Linked DNA regions of Oryctolagus cuniculus: region 2 is linked to region 1. A link is a contact called in public Hi-C data. All regions are on one chromosome and are shown on one strand. Each heading gives the region's core, a stretch centred on a gene start, on an enhancer-like site or on the middle of the called end of the contact. The rest is flanking DNA. Distances are from core to core; before and after follow the strand shown. Region 1 has its middle 310 kb from the start of FAM241A. Region 2 has its middle 550 kb from the start of FAM241A.

What was found. Hi-C and Micro-C count contacts between places; a contact is called where the count stands out from the background.
Region 2: a contact with region 1 is called in a Hi-C map of an unstated tissue, with 2.4 times the contacts expected there. The contact joins two enhancer-like sites. A contact is called at or near these places in 2 of 6 Hi-C or Micro-C datasets (skin fibroblasts and an unstated tissue).

What each region holds. Positions count from the first base shown.
Region 1 is chr8:53,132,529-53,138,650 of mOryCun1.1, reverse strand. No RefSeq gene overlaps it. Among named protein-coding and RNA genes, the nearest start is that of FAM241A, 310 kb to the right of the region's middle. Within about 2 kb of position 3,885, at least 1 of the 8 cell types and tissues checked has an H3K27ac peak or open chromatin away from gene starts, as enhancers often do.
Region 2 is chr8:53,375,080-53,381,201 of mOryCun1.1, reverse strand. No RefSeq gene overlaps it. Among named protein-coding and RNA genes, the nearest start is that of FAM241A, 550 kb to the right of the region's middle. Within about 2 kb of position 3,286, at least 1 of the 8 cell types and tissues checked has an H3K27ac peak or open chromatin away from gene starts, as enhancers often do.

The DNA.
Region 1 (6,122 bases), core at 2,636-5,135:
TGCTTTGGAAGTGGGCATTTCTCCCTAATCATGCAGCCCCTATTGGCAATAGGTGCACAACCTCTGAAGAAAGAAGTGGAGAAAAATCAGTAAGACGATTTATTACATCCAGTCTAAGCCCGGAATTTGGCTAATTGGAACTGTTGCTTCCTTTCCAAGAGTATTTGGCAGTTTGCTTTTCATACCCGCCACAAGCTGAATGAGATCTCAGCTTCCTTAAAAGGCCACAGTGTCAAAGGAGGAAGAACCCGGTGTGTGGCTCCCCTCAGTGGCCACTGAAAACGCCAGCACAGTTCAGCAGCGAAAGAGGGGGAAAGTGATGCCTTGAATTATCTCCAGCGAGAGCCGGTTGTCCAGTCTTCTTCACCACCTGGTAACAGCTGGTGCGCATGTAAAGATGAGACGAAAAACAGACAGAGGTCAAATCCAGGAGGACGCTCCTGCTATAGAAAATCAATTTCCAGGAATGAGGGTCCCAAGATAAAGTTTCCAAAAACTTCTAAAGCTTCAAAACACACTGCCAGACTTCAGGGAGAAGAGAGCGCAGGGAAGAAGATAAAAACAAAGCTTCACTCCACATACCATTTCATTCGAGGCTGCAGGTTTGGAAAAGTAGAATAAATACTGGAACAGCGGGGGAAAGGCTGCTACCAGGGCATTCCCAACCTGACAAGTAATTTGAAATGTAAATGGACAGAATGAAAAATGCTAGCGTACAAAACACAGTCCAGCCGAGGGTGTTGCGCATCAGCGAGTCCCAGGGGTCGCTGGCGGGCCCTTGGAGGGTGCCAGCATCAGCATTTCTGGGCCTGCACCCAAGTTTCAGCCGCGTGCCTCAGACAGCAGCAGTGCCTTGGTCCTCGTGACAGTCCAGCAGCCTCTCAATTCGAAGAACAACTTCTGAGAAAGGAAAGCGCTTGGGAATGAGGCTGGGGAGAGGCATCTGCCTTCCAAATGTGGAACCTCCGCATGCCCCAGCGCTTGTCAGCCCCTCCAGCGCTCTGCACAGTAACTCACCAACAGTGGGAACTGCTTAATGAGAGCTGGCGCCGAGGAGGGGAGCTCGGCCAGCACCTCGCCTTTGGACAAGGCAGCCACCTCGTCCCTCCTTGGAAATATGCCTCCCTCACTCCTTCACACACCGAGTCCCTCCTTACCTTTGCTCCTCTCCTGATTCCCTTCTTCCTCCATTCTTTACCTTTCCCTGGCCTCTCGCTAACGCAGCCATGGCTCCAAGTCACTTTGCTGCTCCTTCCTAGGTTAAGAGCTTCACTCCTCTCTCTTGACTTTTATTTCCCGTAATCTTCTCCTAATGAACTTTCCTTGGCTTCCTGTCATTACTGCCGTGGTAAGCAGAATCTGGGTGGTAAGCAGAATCTGGGAAAGGCTCAGACATTAAAGATGCTCTACTACCTAGCATTTTAGAGTTAGAGGGAGCTTAGAGCCCCAGAGGGTCTCAGAAAAGAATGCAGCGGAGCTTTCTGCTTGCTGGCTGTTAAGGTGCCTCTGAATTTTGCAGATACTGAAATTGAGGCTTAGTGCCTTTGCCCACTGACAATTATCTGGAATTTGCAGCTTCTTCAGTAAGAGTATTTGCCATTATTAGCACCTCCTCTTAGAGATAACAACACAGAAAGGGTTTTGAGGACAGCGTTATGTTTGGGTGCCCTCTGAGCACTATCACTTAAAAAGCCATCTGACAACACTTGCATTTGAATCCCAGTCTTAGAAACAACCTACAGTTTAATCATAACCATTTTGTCTTTTCCATTCTTCCTTTTTTGCATTGCTTCAATATGAATAATTGGCCTTTCTTTGATAAGTATCTCCTCCCTGGTTATGGTGTATGAATACAAAATATGTTCTTCTTTTAAGGGCTATTGTTTTCACCTGTCAGCTGTCATCACAAATGGCATCTACAGAAAACAATCCTTCCTCCGAGTTTTTTTAGGCCTTGTTTTGCCAGTGAATGTTAATTGCAGTTCTGCTTCCAAAAGCTTCCTCACTGCTGCAGAGTTAACCACGGGTTTGCTGCGCTGGGAGAGCTTTATCAAAGGTCTGGAATCCAAAACAATGGCAACAATAAATACCAATTAGACCCAGGTTCCGTGCTCCTTCTGCCTCCACAGGTTAAAGCAGCAAACCCACCTTTTGACTTCTCTAAGACTGGACTCTCCCAAAACCACAGAAGGAATTGGCTTGGGATCTTGTTTTCGAGGGTCTTTTTTGGATGAGAAGTTCTATTTACTGACAGATGACAATGTGGAGGTGCTGGGAGTGTTTTCCCTCAACATCTCCTAACTGTCTGCAATCCTAATAGGCCTCCATTCACCAGTTACAAGTGAAAGTGATGCATGAGTCTGACACTGCACATTTATTTTGTCATGAGCTAATACTTTTAGAAATTGAAACTAGGACTTGATTTTAGGACAAAGAACATCTAAAGCAAATTAAAAACTACATAGACTTTCCAATTTTGACAAAATGCACATTTATGTGTTTCTTAATCATCTTATAGAGTTCTTTTTTTAAAAATCATCAACTTACTAAAATGGAAAAATATAGACATAGTCTTTTAAACACATGCAAAGATGTAGAGATATATAAATAGTCTATCAAATCAAGAAGACTGGATTCCCCTTAAAACACTCAGCTATCAAAGGAAGACAGGAAATTGTTCCTTAACTAAATCATTGGAATCCCAATACAAACACCAGCTACAGTGACCTCTAGTGTTCTTGTGGATGAATAACCAAAACTTCTAAAAATAAATGCTTGTCTGTCTTCAGTGTGGCTAACAGTTACCGAATCAAATTGTAAGTTCTGAAAACAAAAGGAATATCTCTAGCAGATCTAGCTTTCAGGTTAATATCTCCATGGAAAAGAAGATTACATCAGTAAAATTTTTAAAAAATAATCATTAACATCTCACCATTCTAATGAAATCTTTTCATTTTTGTCTAGCATTTCATTGTTCAGATGGTAATATATTTATATAACCACCATTATATTTTGTCCCTTATAGTCAGCATGTTTTCATAATTTTAAAAAAAGATAATCCCTTGACACTCCACTTGGGCATTGCAAGTTACAAACAGAGACATCCGTGGGTTTATCACTGGAAAAGTGATAGGTACTGACACCTAAGTGCTTCTGTGGCCTGACTTTAGCTCTGTCTCCCAAAATACAAGTCCTGTTAGCCAAAGGGAGATCATTAAACATCAAAGTTAGTTAATCAGAAAATGCATAAAAAATGCCTAATGGGAGACTTTCTAAATGACAGAAAGTCTAAAATTCTGGTATTGATGTCCTGCCTAGCCGCAGAAGAGACACATCAAGCTTTTTTGCCCCAAGCTAGATCTGGTCTGGAAATCAGAAAGTGGTTAACTAGGAGACACATCATTATTTTAGCTCTGATAAACCTGTTTTAAAAACAATCCTGATAATTTATATTTTTTTCAGTACAAGTACAATCTACTCGGGGCCTATAATGTAATAAGGGAGGGTTCAAATTGCAGAATAAATCTACCTTTCTTTTTTTAATAAGTCTTATCCTGCACAAAGAAACAGCAATTGAAAACAAACATTTCTATTACATCTTCATTTGTGTTCATTTCTTCTATGCAAGGGTAGCCTCTCTTCTCATGCCCTGTAAAGTATCCAACAGGGTGATTTCAGGACACAAGGGTTCAGTGGTTGTGATATATGATCTGGGTTCTTGCCAACTATGGAAAGAACATACGTAGCTCATCTTTTTAAGAGGATGCCAAAATCATTAGCTCATATTTCATGCAACATTGCACTTTGTTTTATCCTTTTCATTCCTGCCACTGTTATGAATGGAGACCTACATCCTGAAAAATGAAAGATGAGAAGTAACCAAGCTTAAACGGACAATGGGATTGTTTTTCACACATGACTATCTGGAACTGTGTGTCTCTTGTTTAGTCATCAAGTTGCTGGACCAAGCTTAACTTTTATTATCTAGGTTTACAGTCATTAAAATAAGACAGAGGAGGGGCCGGGCCATGACTCACTTGGTTAATTCTCCGCCTGCGGCGCCAGCATGCCATATGGGCGCCAATTCTAGTCCCGCTTGCTCCTCTTCCAGTCCAGCTCTCTGCTGTGGCCCGGGAGGGCAGAGGAGGATGATCCAAGTGCTTGGGTCCCTGCACCCGTTTGGGAGACTGGGAGGAAGCACCCAGCTCCTAGCTTCGGATCGGCGCAGCACCGGCTGTAGCGGCCATTAGAGGAGTGAACCAACGGAAGGAAGACCTTTCTCTCCGTCTCTCTCTCACTGTCTATAACTCTCTCTCGGCCTCTCTCTCTCTCACTGTCTAACTCTGCCTGGCCAAAAAAAAAAAAAAAAAAAGAGTTGTAGAGGAAGAGAGAAAGAGAATATCACTATGCTCTTAGAATTGCATCTATGAACTACACTGAATCTGTTTTCTTTGTATTAATTTCACATTAAAATGAAAAAATAAAATAAAAAGTATTTTTTAACTAAGAGATTGTATAGTCCTTTGAGGATCTAATAAAAGTGCAACAGTTATATGCAATCTTTTTAACCAAAAGATCAAAAGTTGTAAGATATTTAAAATTAACTTTTTAATTATTTCTGTAAATTTTAGATTCCATTTATTATATGGTATAAGTGTTTTTTAAAGGATCTTCATCAGAAGCAGATCAACTTTTGTTGTGCTGTTCCTCCTTTTTATTTTTTTCTAAAGATTTACTTATTTATTTCAAAGACAGAGCTACACAAGCAGAGAGAGAGGGAGAGAGAGAAGGGGAGAGAGAGAAAAAAAAATCTTCTATTGCTGGTTCACTACCTAAATGGCCATCATGGCCAGAGCTGGGCCGGTCCAAAGTTAGGAGCCATGAGCTTCTTCCAGGTCTCTCACGTGGGTGCAAGAGCCCAAGGACTTGGCCATCTTCCACTGCCCTCTCTGGCACATCAGCAGGGAGCTAGATTGGAAGTGGAGCAGCCGGAACTTGAACTGGTACCCATATGGGATACAGGTGGTGGCTTTACCAGTTACACCACAATGCCAGCTCCAGTCATAATTTTTTTTAATTTTTTAAATATTTTTATGTTTTTTTTTTTTTTACAGGCAAAATTAGACAGTGAGAGAGAGAGAGAGAGACAGACAGACAGAGACAGAGAGAAAGGTCTTCCTTTTTCCGTTGGTTCACCCCCCCAAGTGGCCACTACGGCCAGTTAATAGTTTTAAAATATAACATGCAGTACAACCCTATCTGTAAAAAATGTTAGTCAAACTATGTGTAATAAAAGTATTTCCAATATTTTTCAGTATTATTTCTCTTATAATCAGATCCATAAAAATGATGCTATTGATGAATATAAATGATTTGTTCTACCTGCATCATCCATCTTTTTTCTATCAATAAGGAAAAAGAGTTAGTAGGTATTGAACAGCCATTTTATATCAGGCCTTCTATCCTCTAATTATGTACTTTGTCAAAAATGTCTTCTAGAGAATATATCTGTTCTTGAAACCGACTGTCTTTAAAATGACATTAAATGACACAGTGCTCACCAAATGCCTTGAATAATTCCTAACACAAAACAGGCATATAACAAGTGATATGGATTCCACTTTTCAAACACGACATGCTTTGGTCACCATGTAGCCAAAGAGTCTTTACATTTTATGTAACATATTTTGGAAACTGCCCTAAACCCTACAACTCCTTAATTAAAGGATTTTGAGAGGAAGGAGGGAGTTTCCTCACTTTTTATTGAGGCATAATTTACCTTAGCGAAATATACCTATTTTAGTATAGATTTGATGAGTTATTACAATTGTGTATATCCATGTAACCACCACCATCAAGGTCTGAACATTCCTGCTTTTCCCCAAAACATTCCTTGTGCTCCCCTCCAACCACTAAACTGCTTCTCATCATCATGGATTAGCCCATTATGTAATTTCATATAAGTGGAAATTTACAAGTTTATAGTCTTTTGTATCTGATCTGTTTTGATCAGGATAATGTTCTTGGGATTCATTCACATTTTTGTACTGAATTTGTTTTTCTATTTTGCTAAATGATATTCTATTGTACAGATATACTATACTGTGAACTTTCGCTTATAT
Region 2 (6,122 bases), core at 2,037-4,536, 240 kb before region 1:
TCTAGAAGCATCATGATTAATATGGAAATATCTTCCTCAGGAAGCGTCAAGTTACACATTGAGATGTCCCCTCCAATATCTTGGAATTGCAAAAGCTCCACTCTCATCCACTTGTTCTTTCCTTTTTTGATTCAGATATTTAGACCCTGTCACTCTACTGCTTGATAGATTTCATAATTGTAACAACTTTTAGTTGAACAGCGAAGAACAATCACGCAAAAGAAGCTGGATGGAAATCGAAGATTTTTTTTTCTCTTCAGTGAAGAAATGGTTTGGAATAACTTCCACCTAACCTCTGTTAATTTATGATTTCCCTATATGGCTAAGGGAAATGGGCAGTTTTTCAGCTGGTCTGTTTGGTGGAGACAACCCCTTGGGGCGCTGCAGACCAGGAAGTCTATGAATGAAAACGTGGGATCCAGGATGAGAAGAGCTGGACTGGAACCTTTTGCCATCACTGAAAAAGTAACCCACCCTCCTTAATGTTTGTTTGAAAGACTGTCATAATATACCTCTCTGCTCTTGGCACTGCTTGTGCTGTAACAAAATGCTTCTATACATGCTTCCATATGAATAAACTGATAAAGAAACAGACACATACATGACGATTATTATTACATCATTTTATAGAGCTTGATGGATTACCAAATAATTTGCTTGATGAGTTGCACCAGGATGTTAATATAAGCATTTTTATATTTATAGACACTAAAAGAAATTTTCTTGATTTATTGTATTTTTATTTGTGATGCTGAGAAAAAAAAATAAATTATTATTCAGCCTAAATCTATGAAATAAACTACATGAAAAAAATTTCCATACCCTCTAATGATAAAAAAAAGTCTTAGGGGAAAAATGATTTAAATGCCCATGGGCAAATGTTTGCTTTTTTTTTTCAAGTTAAATTGTATGCCCACGTTCCATTTTGAAGTGCTTGATTCCCTGGCTGCTCTGCTCTTAATCCATAGTTCTGCTAATGTATACCCTTTGAGACAGCAGGGGATGGACCAAGTCCTTTTTCTCTACTGCCCATATAGGAGACCTGGAGTGAGTTTCAGACTTCAGGTTTCAGCCTGGCCCAGGTTTGTCTGCTGCAGGCATTTGGAGAGGGAACCAGAGGATGGGAGATCTCTCTCCATCTTTCTCTCTTTCTTTCTTTCAAATAAATCAAAATAAATAAATAAACTAATTAATTAAGAAGTTTACATAATAAAGAAAAGACTTTTGGCTTTAAGGTGTCCAGTTCTGCACCATCATCATTTGATCTACCAGGAAGAATATGTAGCTGCCCACCCCAAACTCCATAGCATAATCTGAGTTAATGCATTTCATATATGAAATGCTACATTTCAATTCAGCTTACATATATTCAAAACAATTGTTAGGCTACATTTTTGTCATATGGTACATTATTTGTTATCACTTGTAAAACCAGAAAAATGTACACCCAGAGAAACAAAAGCAGGAGATACAGATGGTCTCAATGTGATTATATTGGCATCTGATATGATGGTGCTTTGGACCATATTGACATGAGTGAGGATTCTATGTAGCAACTGTTCAATACCATCCTTTGGACTTCTCTGATAGACCACTTAACTATCTCAGCTTTTCCAGTGATCATCTCATTTATCTAGGATTATTGCACTGAATTTACTGTTTGGTTTTCTTCCAGAACTGAAATGTCAAGTCCAGTGTCATGTATGCAGTAGCTTTGTGCTGTGAGAGCTTCACAGATCCCCCAAAAGCTGCTAGCAGTTGATCTTTGGATAGAGCTAGAAATAAATAAATCCTCTTTAGCAGATCAATATTCATCCCATTTAATGCTTGATGTGAAACTTGTGGATTTGTGGTAGTAATGCTGATGTACAGCTAATCGTTGAAAATGGGCATTAGGGCTTTTATAGCATGGCAACATATTGTCAGGCAGGAAGGGGAAGAAGTGGAGAACACAGCCTGGAAAAAATATGGCAACTTTATATAAATTTGCTGCACATTTGGAATCTACTTGGAATATTTTCCTATGCAAAGCTAGAAACCCATAATGTGGACAACAAATGGACCTGCTTTGTAAAAGAAATTCTTGTGCCCTTGCCTTGGTTTGCCACTCTTTGTGGGGCTATGCACAAAAACAAAATATCTAAGTCATTTGAGGACACTGGGACTAAAGAAGTTGTTATTGAAGTATTTTCCCCTTTGTTGATCATGTGGTTACACATAATTGCAGCACACACACAGTTTGCCATGAAAGTGGAGCAGCAATGCAGTTTTCACACTGGAAATTCACTCAAAATGAAAAGGCACAAAGAATGGCATGGAAAATCATATCTTGAACAAGAAACTCACAACTAGCAAGAAAGACAGCCTGCTAGTGAGTGAGATTTCAAACATGGTTAGTGCCAATCATAGTTAAGGTATTTTTTTTTTCAAGTCACTGGTGCCTGTCATGGATCAGACTTTTCTTAGACTGTAAGAGTTAAATTCATCCTTTTTTTAACTGACCAGTTTTCTTTTGTGCTGAAGACATATGATAATTCATACTGTCATGGTGTTGGGAAAACAAGTTGGTGCTGGGCATTCTTTGCATACATTAGCTTTTAGCCCAACCACATAAACTGTAATACAGACATTTGTGGTCAACAATGGTACACATTTTTTCAACCATGTTGCTTGATTATCAATATAATGCAAGCAAAATGTGCACATGATCTCTGTGTGAAAACCTTGACTTCTCAATGTTCCTACAGACCCATGCTGCTCCTGCTGTAATTGAGTGAACATTGAAATGTATTTGTTAAAGGGATGCCTTTGTGGATAAAGCATGAGAAATATGTACTTGCTTTAAGTATCGAAACTAGAGAACTGATATTGATTTGTTTTTCATGGATAAATGATATTCTTTCTCAAATAGTAGTCTTTCATTTAAGTTTACTGAGAAATGAAACATTATCATCTTTACACGGTGGGAGAGACCATTAAGCTTAATACAAGCAGAGTAACATCTGCTGGCTGCAGAGATTCAGTGGATGACTCAGGAGCATCAGCTTCCCTTGTGCAAATCCTAAACTTTACCACTGACAAATGATCCCCCTCATCACCACCATCAGCTAGGGATCTCGCGCAGTCATAGTTCCCTTACTAGGCAAAGGCAGAGAGGATGAGAAGGAAGGTCATAGTCACAAGATAATATTTATCAGGTGAAGAGTAAATCAGTAAACAGGGGAGGAAAGGTATGTTTACGCTTGAGGCCATGAAAGTTGGGAAAGAGAGATGAGCCAGGCAGAAGATGACAACTGGGCAAGTGTGTGGGTGTGTCTGCACAGCGTATGCCTTTGAGTTCATGCACGTACATGTAGAAAAATGTTCAGCTAACCAAAATATGCAAACAGGCATAATAATATATAGATATATAATTATGTACTCTATTCTACATTATGTTGCGTATTTATGTGTGACTACATATTTACAAATGGGAGTCTCTTCATATTCCAGGGCCTGAAACACAAACGTATTTGAAAAGATCTTTTCTAAAATCAAAAGTGTTGGTTGGTATGATTCATGAATAACCAAGTAACAAAAGATTGATCAAAGAAATAAGGGTGTATTTTCTACCTTTAAATCTTGAGGCTGAGTCAGCAAATCTTCACCTAAGAAAGTTGGTCTGGTTGACTTTCTGTTACAATCCTTACAAGATCTAAAATGAATCCTAGGTCAGAGAGTTTCCATTTATTTCAATCTAGAAATAAAATAGCCTCCAGATTCAGGACATTTAACTGTAAAAGCTGTTATGAAGAAATTTACAACTGGCACATTATTGAAATCCTGGTAAGAAATGGTGTTGTTGTTGTTTCCATTTCTCATGAGAGCAATCTCTTTCATGGGTTTTAGGGATTACCATCCATGCAGCACCTTAGGAATGAAAAGAAAATACTACCCCAAACACAAGTTAGAACAACTTACTTCATATTTCCCCCAGAGTCTCCATATTGCCCGTCAAGAAAGGAAAATATTTAAGAATGAAAGCAAATCAAATTTTATTACATTGACTTTTTTGTGGACATTGATAAATGAGATATAGATAATGTGATTTCTTATTTCACTTGTAATCTTCCTCTTCATTCATTTCTTCAACAAATATTTATTGAGCAATTTTTGTGGGTTAGGCAAGACACAGCCCTTGATTTCCAGAATGTCACAACTTTTTTGTTTTCCCTTTCTTACTTAGTCTCTGAAGCACTGGTATATGTTTATACTCATATGTATTTTGCAGATGTCCAGTGTCAACCATACCAACATATTTGTATGAATTATAAATAACATAAAGATGATTGAATGGATAGATGGACAATTCATATTCTATTACACAGGCATATAGATGCATAGATAGACAGACAGCCAGGGATAGTTTGAAGAGTCCTATGTTGCGATGTCCTGTTTATGCTACAAACTATGTAGCTATGTTATTTCTCCTGTCATAATCTACCAAATTGAGCAACTGGTTATATTCTTCTATTGGAAACAAAGCCACCCAGGCTAAACTGCCCACAGAAAAAAATCGTACACAACAGATTCAGCTTCCTAAGAGAAAAATAAGATTTAAATTCCCATTGGAATTAGATTATTTGGGTACCATCTCCAGGTAGCTGGAGCAGAAAATTAAAGGGAAAATTCAGTGATTCAGAAACCCTCTTTAAAGAGGGATCATCTCAGAGAGGAAATTATATATAGGCTGAAACTCTTTCATTCAAAATATCTGCTGCCTACAGAAGTAAATATCAGGTTATGGAAAGTGGCAAAGTCTTCGATCATGTCTCTGGAATAACAAGCTTCCAAGGGAACATACAAGTATTGCCCTGTATCAAATGATGCAATGTCTTCCAAGGGTTCAGAATCCTAAAATGGCAGAGTCACATATCCTTGAATCATTTTTGGTTCAACTTGCTAAAAATTCTAATCTTGCCAGTAGTGAAATCATGGTGTTCCAAGGAAAAATTAGAAATATTAACAGATCAAATGAATGCATTGCACAGAAGTATGTTTTTGTTAGATTCTGAAATGCCTTCTATAGACCAGTGTTCACAAGGGAAACCTGAAGTTGTAAGCCCCTGACAAATAGATGCTCTATCAGTTCATTCTGTCTGTGCAAATATAGTCTGTAATATTTTAACTAAAAATTTCAAGGAAAAAAACTACTTAAATTTGGCATTTTATCACTTTACCTCACTTCCACTAATCCCTGTTAAAATACTATAAATAGCACAGAGCTTAGAGTTGCAAAACATAGACCTAACAGGACTTAGACAAAGATATTTTGTAAAAGATTCAGGTAGAACCTTACAATAGATAACAAAACTTACCCACACTGATTCATATGAATTATCTATGGTCCTTATTTCTGTTGTCTTTAAAAAAATGAGAAATACGAAAAAAATATGTTAAGGTTATTTTATTTATTTCCTCAAAAATATCTGTGGAGATTTCAAAATATTTCTGTGGGTAATTCTCCTTCCAAGGAGAAAGATTTGATTTGCTCTAGTTCTAAAATCTGTGTTGAGTGCCTTCTCATTGCTGGAATATGCACGGGTTATTTGACAAGACCTGTGCCCTCCTTTTGTATGAATAGGATTTCACACACAGACAGTGATATGGAAGCAAGGAGACACTTTGAAGTTCAAGTCATTTGACAATAAGTTTTGGCATTCTTAAAAAATAATGAAAAGAATATTTGCCGAATTTTCCTTTTGTTTTTGTTCTTCCTTCAGTTCACATAGGCGGGTCCAGGCAGGAAATACAGCCTGAGCGAGTCAGCCAGATCTGGAGGGATTAGTTACAGCAAGAAGGCTGTTGTGTGAATCTGAGTCATTTTTTTTATGGTAGAAATTCTAAAGAAAAAATTCACACACACACAAGCATGCCAAATCCTACCTTTATGATGAATATATCTGATCAAAACATTTAACATAAAATTATCTAAACTTTATTTGCTAAACTAATCTAAACTAATTGCAACTATCATTTTATGAAACTGTGGTATTGGATTCTAAATAAAGACCTAAAGCTTTTACATTCTGAATAAAAATGTGATTTTAGGCATAAAATTAAATATTTAGCTTGGTGTGGAT